Linked DNA regions of Pan troglodytes: region 2 is linked to region 1. A link is a contact called in public Hi-C data. All regions are on one chromosome and are shown on one strand. The core of a region is the stretch at or near the end of the contact, and the rest is flanking DNA. Distances in the headings are between cores, read along the strand shown. Region 1 has its middle 13 kb from the start of GLRX. Region 2 holds the start of RFESD (Rieske Fe-S domain containing).

Region 1 (5,104 bases), core at 1,650-4,149:
ATTCTCTGTCCCCTCTTTCCCAGTGTAGTCATGATTAGTAGACCTGGATGTGTCATTTCATGTTTGTATTAACTCCTGTCTGGTTCTCCAGTTTCCCATGAAGGCCTCAAAGAGTTGATTACACACTTTTCATTTTTGGTGCTTACTGTTTCTCTTTATTTTCTTACATAAGTCATATAGGAATATATCCTGATTGTATACGTTTCAAATAATATAGAAGTTTACAGAGCAAAGCTGAAAACCTGCACCATCCCGCTCCAGTTCACTCCTCCTCAAGGTCGCACTGCCCACGGCTGGCTGTGCCTCCTCCTAGTCCCCTGTCTAGGCACCCACACTGCACAGCACATGCGTCTATGCATGTGTCATTTTTTTATTTTTCATTTTTTAGATGTAGATATTACTTTGCAAAGTAACAAATTTAGTATGTTTTTCACTTGGAAATGTTTCATGTTAGGATATACAGCTCTATCTCATTCATATATAACCATATACACACATTATATAATGTTTTCATACCCTAGATTTTTATATTCATAAAAAAGAGATTATCCTATACACATGGTTCTGCACTTTGTTTTTTGTTTTTTGTGAGTGGTTTTGTGTTTTTTTGGGTTTTTTTGTTGTTTTTTTGGGGTTTTTTTTGAGATGGAGTCTCACTGTATCGCCCAGGCTGGAGTGCAGTGCTGTGATCTCAGTTCACTGTAACCTACACCTCCTGGATTCAAGCGATTCTCTTGCCTCAGCCTCCCAAGTAGCTGGGATTACAGGCACATGCCACCATACCCAGCTAAGTTTTGTGTTTTTGGTAGAGATGGGGTTTCACCATGTTGGCCAGGCTGATCTCGAACTCCTGACCTCAAATGATCCACCCACCTCGGTCCCCCAAAGTGCTGGGATTACAGGCGTGAGCCACTGTGCCCAGCCTACTTTGATTTTAGACACAGAATACTCAGCACATACATGCCTTCCTTGGTTTTACCAACAATTATGTCCTCTTTCATAATTGGGATGTGCCAAAAATATATTAGCCAGAAGCCCACTAGAGAACATTTTGTCACAAGTACACTTCTCATCTATCTGTGTGAGAGTCCTGTAATTGAACCTCATATTCTGTGGAGGAGTAATGAAATATGAAAGCCAAAAGTTATTACACAGGGAAAAAGTGCTGGATGGAAAGGAATGGCAGAGAGGATTCTTGGGTGAGGAAGGGCTAAGTGGCTGTTGTTTCCTCTTGATTCATTTCCAAAACTTTCTGGTGATGTGGGTCAATAGTTATTATTAGCTCAGAGTTTTACCTTTCAGTTTCAGCTTTAGTTTTACCTGAAGCCCTTTTGACAAGTCATTCCAAGTGACAGTTCCATCGACACATGAGCCCAGAGATTGTTTCTGGGTGGGACAAACTGTCCTTTCGAATTAGAGATGCTCTATCCCTAAGTGATTCATTTTCTTTGAGCATCTCAGCTCATGTTTAATTTCTTTGCAAGTAGGTGTGTGAATACAGCTCTTACTTCTGTATAAGGCAGGTGTATACCCATACACCTGATATTAATAAACTATTGATTTCATGTTTTGTTGCATTGCTAAATTGACAGCCCAGGCAATTTGTTTTCCTCCAGAAGTACTGCCTCCCTAATTAAATAGACCTCATTTAATTGTGGGGTCATGTTAACCAAAATTATATTTCCCAAAACCTTGAAAGTATTTTTTAAAAAACTTTTATTTTTTGTTTCAGCATTCGACATTGCTACACAAATTGAGTCATGCAGCCCAGCAGCCACCGAGTGCCTACTGAATTTCCTGTCACCCAGAGCCTGAATTTCCTGGGGCATAACGTTTTAAAAATATTATTGTTTTTTTAAACCCTGGCACTGAACCAGTTTTTATTCTTCATCTTGACTTAATGCCTCTCCATTCTCTTCTCTCATCTTCTTCTCCTGGCTCCACTCACCTCCTCTGTAGCCAGGAGCCCACAGTTGGCTATTTCGGCCGTGTGTCCAGAGTCTGGAATCCCTCGTCCCCTTGGGCTTCCACTGTGGCCAGTTAGCTTGCCCATCCTCAGCCTCGGCACCCTCCTTGTTTGTCCCCTCCCTTCCCGGTGCACCCTCCAAAGGTGCACCCCTCTTCTCTGAGGTCAGCCCCACTGCCTGGCCCTCTGTCCCCTCCTCCAGTGCTGTTGGTGACTTTGCTCCATCAAGCATCGTCTTTCTCTCTCTCTGTCTCTCTCTCTCATATTTTCCCCCTTCAACTAGTTGCTTCCTCTGCAAAAGGAAAAAAATAAAACAAACATAGTCGAGGTTCCCTTAAATGAAAGATGCTTTTTCTCAATCCTGCTATTCCCTCAAGCTGTTATTGTATCTCATACCCTTCTGCCACAGTTCTTTAAAGTCTAGTCCAAACGGGTTTCTCCACCTCCCTACATCCCAGTACCTACTTTAAATAAATAAAAAGATTAAACATACAAGTGAAAGTGCATATGGTAAATATTCAATGAAGAAAGATGGAAAATAAAAAGCCCCTTCCCCATCTGACTGATGGGGAAATTATTAATTAATTAATTGAGTCATCAGTCCCGTTTTAGAAAAAATAATATATATTGATTTTATATATTGTATTGTGTATATGTATAACATATATATATTGTACACATACCCACACCTGCAAATATATATGTAATCTTCTAAATTTTACACATATGGAATCATACGGTTGTCTGACCTTTTTAAAAAAATTTGATAACATATCCTAGCACAAGAATCCAAAAATAGGGGTTGCCCCTGGTGAGAGGATCTGAACTGTTGAGGGATGAGGTAAAAGTGCAACTTCCTGGAGGCGGCGGCGAGGCAGTCACTGGGCCGGGGTCCTGGGCCGCCGCGCTGCGCTCTCTGGCGGCTCCTCACAGCTCTGCTCCAGGCTCCCGTGCAGGCAGCAGTGGGACATGGCGAACTTGGGCTGCAGGGACGTCCCGGGCCCGGATGAGGACATTTTTCTGTACTTCGCCTACGGTAGCAACCGGCTGACGAGAGTATCCACCTCCGAAACCCCTCGGCGGCGGGCTTCTGTGTGGCCCGCATGCAGATCGAGACCGTCCTGGCCAACATGGTGAAACCCCGTCTCTACTAAACACAAAACAGCTGGGCGTGGTGGCGGGCGCCTGTAGTCCCAGCCACCCAGGAGGCTGAGGCAGGAGAATTGCTTGAACCCGGAAGGCGGAGCTTGCAGTGAGCCGAAATTGCGCCACTGCACTCCAGCCTGGCGACAGAGCGAGACTCCGTCTCAAAAAAAAAAAAAAAAAAAAAAAGGAACATATGTTGTAATAGAAGTTAAAGTTTCAACTCAAGAAGGAAGAGAAATAACCTGTCAAAGATATCTGATGACAAATTATGAAAGTGCTCCTCCGTCTTCACAGTATAAAAAGATAATTTGCATGGGTGCAAAAATAAAAATGGTTTGCCACTGGAGTATCAAGAGAAGTTAAAAGCAATAGAACCAAATGATTATACAGGAAAGGTCTCAGAAGAAATTGAAGACATCATCAAAAAGGGAGAAACACAAACTCTTTAGAACATAACAGAATATATCTAAGGATATTCTATGTGCTAATATAAAATATTGTTAACACTTGAGAACAGGGATCTGGAGGATCTCCATGTTTGATCCATTTTCAACAGTGCTCTGAAGGAATATCTCACTTGGGTGACTCCTTGTTTTCAGACTGTAAAAATAGACCGGGTTAGGAGTTAGACAGTTTAAAAGGGGGATATGGGCCCTAAAGTGTGTGACGAATGTGAGTACTCCTTCTGTAAACACTGAAAGCTCTTCTCTTGACTTGATCTTAAGTGTCTCCTTGCTTTGGTAAAGGATAGATTTGTAGCTCGCTTGATGATGGTGCTGGTGAATTGCTCTGCTCTGAGATTTTTAAAAATCAGATTAATGAGAGTAATCTGCAGATAATTGATAATAACGTTTTGAAAACTGGAAAGATGGTATACTGTTTTTAGAGGAATAAACGTATTTGTGGTTTTAAAAAAAAGAGCAACTTCCTTTGCACTGTATACCCTTTTGTATTATTAGGATTTTATACTGTGTTTATATGTTGCCTATTTAATAAATCACTTAAAGTTATATATCTTGAATATCTTTCCATATTAGCATGTACAGACAGAACTCATGATTTTGTGGATACGGGCAGACTATCTCTGGAAGGATACAGAAGAAATGAGGAAAAGCCTCTTGAGGAATGACTTGCAGACTGACCCCAGGTCAGGTATACTTCCGGCATACCTTTTGTGCTGGTTTTTGTTTGCTTGTTATCACATACAAATATTACACAAAATAGGCTTCAAAAGAACTAGTTATATAGATGTACCATGATTTGTATAATTAGTTCCTTATTCATGGATATTTAGGCCATTCTGAAGTTTTAAAGTTACTATTATTATTATCATTATTACAAACAGCGTCACAGGGAGAATCCTGTACATATATCTGTAATACCGTGGTGATGTTTCTTCTCTCCCTGTCCCACACCCCTTTTCTCTGTTATTATCTGTACACAGATCTCGTGATGGCGCTTTCTGACTACTCATCCTTGAATGAAGTGATTTTTCCTTTGCAGGCAGTCTGGTGGGGAAGGCCAGGGTCAGGTTCCACTTTCTGGAATGTTCTCATGACCCAGGACGTGGTTAAGAGACTCCTTTAGGCAGAGGACAGGCAGGTGGAGGGCTGTGTGCATCCCAGTGTCTCTTCTGTCTCCTGCCACCCGGATAAGCCAATTCTAGCATGCAACTTGTCTGTGAGTATCCTCATTTATCCTCACTTCCTCTGCCCCTCAGGACCAAACCGTGTGCAGAGTAGCTTCCATCACCCCGGCACCCATTCCTTCTGGGGCAAATAATAGATATGAGTTTTGCACCTCAGTGTGAACCTGTTACCTTAAAGAGATAAATTTGGTTGATTTTTTCTGAGATATAAGGGTCCTGTCTCCATTCTTCCATCCTCCCTGTTCCCTCTCACTGCTTTGGCATGCCTTCTGCCTATTTTGTGTAATATTTGCATGTGATAACAAGCAAACAAAAACCAGCACAAAAGATATGCAGGAAGTATA
Region 2 (5,373 bases), core at 638-3,137, 190 kb after region 1:
AAACATACACAAGAATAGTTATAACAGCAAAAAACAAAAACAACACAAAACCCATCAACAGAATGGAAAATGTGTATGTTCATTCAATGGAATGCTGTACAGCAGTGAAAAATGTATCTCTACATCAAGTTGGCTTAATTTCAAAAAACCTAATTGCAAGTGAAAAATTTAAAAAGGAATTCAGAGTATGTTTCCGTTTTTATCACAAAAGTGGCAAAACCAAACAGTATATTATTCATGGATATATGTACTATAGGGTAAATATATCAAGAAAAGCAAGGGGATAATAAACATTTCTTAAATGTCTAAAAATATTTACTTTTTTCTTATAATTAAAATTATTCTTTTCAAGATTTAAGTTGTATCCTAATGTATATTTATGTAGCAAATGACCCCAAACCCAAGAAAAACGGAACAAAATTGCCCTTTCTATCCTCAGAGAATGTGCCTGTGCATAGGTCATGAATTAACTATTTGAGAATTTTGTACAGCTAATTTCAAAACTTGGCACCAAAGGAGGAAATAAATGAATAGTTGTTTTCCTCCAGGCCAAAAAAAAAAAAAAAAAAAAAGCACTACTATCAAAAAGTAACGAAATACAAGAGATGTAGTATAATATCAAAAGTTAATTATGTTTTCCCAACTCCCAAATAAATGAGAACCAAATACAGGTCTTTCTCAAATTTGAGTCACTACAAACTTACAGTTTTTGCAAGGTTTGCCTCCAACCCGACAAACTGGTGAACTTTTACGGGACTGATAAAAAAGGAGCAGAGAAAACTGGGGCTAAATGATAAAGGTTTCAGAGCACTATGATTATGGCTGTGCATTTTGCTTAGAAAAGTATAATTTTATATGTCAAATAATAGTTTCCTCTATGTGTCTTAAATGGTACTATTTATACTATTTGATGACTTTTTACATTTAACACCCATATTATTCTTACTATTGTGAATATCATGATCCATTCACACAATAGGGAAAGCCCACGTGTTCACCTTAATTATCGTTATTTTGATGAACTATTCATAAACTCCCAATATATTTCGATTTTAAGTCTACTTTAAGATAGTAGAATCTTAACTGAATGAAACAGAAAATTAAACAACTCATACAGTTTGGGGGCTAGATGAAAACATCCCCCTGAAAAACTTAGTCGTTGTGTTTCATGTTCTCTTCGAGAAAAATTTTTGGCCTGTCCCTAAAATTGGTTTCTAAAGGTGCTAACTCCATATAAAATTACAAATTAGCTAAATGGATACTCGGTCACTATTAGATTCCTTTCCAACAAAGGAAATAAATTCAAGTGGAATTAAAAACAATATTTAGTGTAACTCAAATTTCCACAAGACACGGGAGATAAAAGAAACATGAAGTGAAACGTACTTACTTGTCACTCGTCTTGAATCATGACTAAGATGCTTTTACCAAGTGTGGAAACTTTGCCTACACATTATCAGAATGCTTATCTCAAGTATGACACCCTTGCTTTTACATGCAGGGAAGAGAAATGCCTTAGAGAGTAGTTTTTGTATCTCTCTGAATGGCAGAATAATAACACATAAAACTAGCTGTCCTTCAGTAAATGCCTACTGCTCGGACCCTTTGAATATAATAGTTCATTAGTCTTCACAAAACCGCCAACGGGTGGGCATTAGTTTTATTCAGGTAGCACCCACGTTTTTATAAAAACATGAGGCTTGCAAGTAAACTATCCTGAAGACACAGAAACCTTTTAGCAAAGCAAATATGTATATTGGTGATATATATAGTATTGATATTTATATTTGTCACCAAAGATGGTCCTGAATTAAAAAAAAAAAAAAGGAACGCTAATGTGCAACAGCTATGTTCACGAATGTTTACAATTGAACGCTTGCCCAATAATTTTATATAAAGTCACAGAGCTGCTCTGGAAATCAGCACCACCGTATGATGTTGAACTGTGATCATGAGTGAGCCAGACCTGGGTTTGCATCCCAGTTCTGCGTGATTTGGGGCAAGTTGCTTAACTTCGCTGTGCTGCAGTTTCTTTTACTTTAAGAAGGGCCCGCCACATAGGGGTGTGGGTAAAGCACATAAATGCTTTAACACATGTCAAATGTTTAGAGCAGGCCTAACCGCAGAAAACGCTCACAGCGCGTTAGCTGGCACCTCTAAGGTCCATCCAGCTCTGGCAGTTATCCTGCCTAACTTCAAGTTGTGTTTAACATTTCGGTAAAGACCGCCTGCAGTTCTGAGACTGCACGTGGCTGTCCAGGTGCTGCAAATTCTCGACACAGACTCCAGGAGGCGAGTATCTCCAGGACGGCCGGGGCTGCGGAAGCCCTGGAGCAGCTTCTATACTTTAGAGCTTTCATGGCACAAATGCCATGAAAGCTTGTTAAAAACGACCCGCGTACCCCCCTTAGGTGGCAGGTCTCAGGTGTGGCCCAAGTTTCAAGGTGAACAAGCTCGGTGGGTCTCCTGTGCCTGGGCGGAAGCCCGCCTTGGCGGGTTAACCGTTAACTAACGCTGAACCGAAACCCAAGAGGGCCTCAGGCCCCGCAGCGGCGCGGCCACAGCCGGAATGAGGAGTCCACGCCCGCAGCCCAGCCGGAAGCAGCTGGTCCCGCCAGCCCGCCCCCTGCGCGGCGAGAACAGAACTTACTGTCCCCGAGTCCTCGCTCCGCCTCCACGTGACGCTACTGCACGAGCCAGAGCTCCAGACATGCGCGGCGCCTCGACGGGGGGGCGGGGCGAGGCCGTCCACGTGACCCAAGAATGCCCGCCCCCGGGACCGCCTCTATGGCATTGCCGGCAGATGACCCTGGTTGATAGAGATCTCTGGCCAACAGCGCCGCGCCAGCACCTTCAAACTGGCAGGCATACTCGTGTGCTTGACAAATGTGGATAGCATCAGTTTACTTTTTAGTTGTTTGTTGATCTCATTACATTTATTCAAATTTTAGATGCGCCCAACGACTTCATTCAGTTATTTACCCTATAAAAATATTTGCAGAAGGTCGTCGCGATGCTGGTAACCCATGTATAAGGATGTTAAGGCCGGGCGCGGTGGTTCACGCCTGTAATCCCAGTACTTTGGGAGGCCGAGGCGGGCGAATCACCTGAGGTCGGGAGTTTGAGACCAGCCTGACCAACATGGAGAAACCCCATGTCTACTAAAAATACAAAATTAGCCGGGCGTGGTGGCCCAGGCCTGTAATCGCAGGTACTCAGGAGGCTGAGGCAGGAGAATCGCTTTGAATCCAGGAGGCAGAGGTTGCGGTGAGCCGAGATCGCGCCGTTGCACTCCAGCCTGGACAACACGAGCGAAACTCCATCTCAAAAAAAAAAAAATGTTTATTGCTGTGAAGTAGTGAAAATAGCTGAAGTGATAACACGGAGGAATGGTTCAATAAAACACAGCACAACAGTACAGACATGTGAATTACTTCGTAGCTGTGTACTGTATACTCAAAGGACAGGTCCATCATGTAATGAATATTGAAGGCAAAGCGTAGAATACTATATATGGTGTCCTCTCTTTAATGTAAACAAAAATTATTTTTTGAAATACAAACATGCAGGTATGTACATAAACTTTTTCTCGAAAAATCAAAAGAAACAATAGTGGTTGCTTTGGGAGGAGATGGAGAGTTTTCACTTTCATATTATGAACTTTGCAATTTTGCTTTTTTCTCATTGTACTTCCCTGAATTGACAATAACAACAACAAAGAAAACCACCAAAACCCTCATATTTGTGTTCCGAGCTGGGAAACTAGATGAGCCTAAGTTTTTAATTTCCTTGACTACTTTCCAATGCAGTGATTCTTAACCCTGGCTATGCCTTAGAGTCGCTTGGGAGTTTTGAAAAGTCGTAATGCCCAGTCTGTATGCCAGACCAACAAAATAAAACACAGATTATTTGGGGTGGGGAGGGAGTGGGCAGATTCAATGTATGTTTTTAACTTCCTGAGTGATTCCAGTGTGAACCCAAGGTTGAACACTACAACTTGTATTTAGTATGGTGACATAGTGATCTCAGGCTCTAGGGTGGCCGAATGAACTGGGGCAGCCGAAACCCAGGAACTTTGTCCATTTACCTCAGTGTGCTATATAAATGCCATTTTTTAAATGAGCCTCAACATGTAAGAAGTTGAATAGCTCAGAATAATTTGCTTCCAGTGCTAGTTTCTTCTGTTTTTTTTCTCTTCAGTACAGTTTTATGGTGATCAATAATATTTTATTGGGTCATTTCCCTTTTGGCCATTTTTTTCACTGACCCAAACACAAATTAACTATCTAGTTTTGATGTATCAGTTATCAAAGATATAAAATATATTTTGATTTATTGTAATTTCCATTATCTGTTGGTCATCCCAAATGATTTTATTGGCACATGGAAGGTGTTAGTAGTCCCCAGCTTGTCATCGAAGGATTAAATAAGGTTTGCCATTTTAGAAATCCTTTTTTGCTTTGTCATATTCTGGGCATTAAAAAAGGACACATCTTAGATCCATCGACCTTAAATTTGATATTGAATAAACTGAAGACCTCAGTAGTTATACATGCATATACACACAAGTAGGATGAAAGAAGAGAAACTTTCTTTTATCTCTACCAAAAGTATTCATATGGTTAGTCATGTGATGTTTGGAAAGCTATAATGGAGGTCAGAATAAACTACCCTTCTCCACTTCCCAAGTGCACACACACACAAATGCACAAAACCATTCACACACAGGCATGCACATTAGGTAACAGCAAGAACCCATCCAGTCTATTTGGAAGTCATTATTGTTCAGAATAAAGTTCATGATTTCTACTGTTATTTTGCCTTTTTTTTTTTTTTTTTTTAAATAGAACAATGTTAGCAATGCTACCACTAAGTTTCACCTGTGGCCATCTTAGTGCAGGTACTACCTTTTCTTTCCTTCCTTCATTTGTTCTTTTAGCCTTTCCTTTTCCGCGCTTCTAACTTTGGCCTATTAGTGACACCTAGTGGTTCCTGTGGCCAGCTTTCCCCCTGATTTTGGCTCTCAATATCTTCATGTATGGTTTCAACTGAAAGTTGTGAGCCTAGTCCCTCTGCCGTGAGCATCAGGCTGTTTCTAGGCAGACTTTTCAGGCACCAAGACTCCCCTCTTAGAGAAGTTAAAAACTTGCCTTCAATCCTAAGCCAAAATCTGTCTTGACTGCTAGTGAAGGCACCTGTGTGCTGCTAGTTTCACTACAGGGAAGTTTGAAGGGTGTCCACCAATCTGGATTTCCTACTCCTTCACACCAGAAAAGGGTGATAATACTGCCTTTACTAGGCCCTGGAACTCAGATTACATGACAGTGAGTGTGGCTCTAAATACCACCTATGTGCTTATGACTCCTAAATGAA

What was found. Hi-C and Micro-C count contacts between places; a contact is called where the count stands out from the background.
Region 2: a Hi-C map of a lymphoblastoid cell line shows a contact between it and region 1, with 2.5 times the contacts expected there. The contact joins the promoter of RFESD here to the enhancer-like site in region 1. A contact is called at or near these places in 5 of 7 Hi-C or Micro-C datasets (blood, induced pluripotent stem cells, a lymphoblastoid cell line and 1 more), 1 of 1 datasets of contacts at active chromatin or transcription factors (stem cell-derived excitatory neurons) and 1 of 1 other capture datasets (stem cell-derived neural stem cells).

Annotation. Positions count from the first base shown.
Region 1 is chr4:20,276,867-20,281,970 of NHGRI_mPanTro3-v2.0_pri, forward strand. No RefSeq gene overlaps it. Among named protein-coding and RNA genes, the nearest start is that of GLRX, 13 kb to the right of the region's middle. Within about 2 kb of position 2,900, at least 4 of the 24 cell types and tissues checked have an H3K27ac peak or open chromatin away from gene starts, as enhancers often do. A contact at or near this core is called in induced pluripotent stem cells, a lymphoblastoid cell line and stem cell-derived neural stem cells, where this site is marked.
Region 2 is chr4:20,468,104-20,473,476 of NHGRI_mPanTro3-v2.0_pri, forward strand. RFESD (Rieske Fe-S domain containing) reads right to left here and starts at 1,888. Exons shown (of 6, transcript NM_001280361.1): 1 at 1,391-1,888.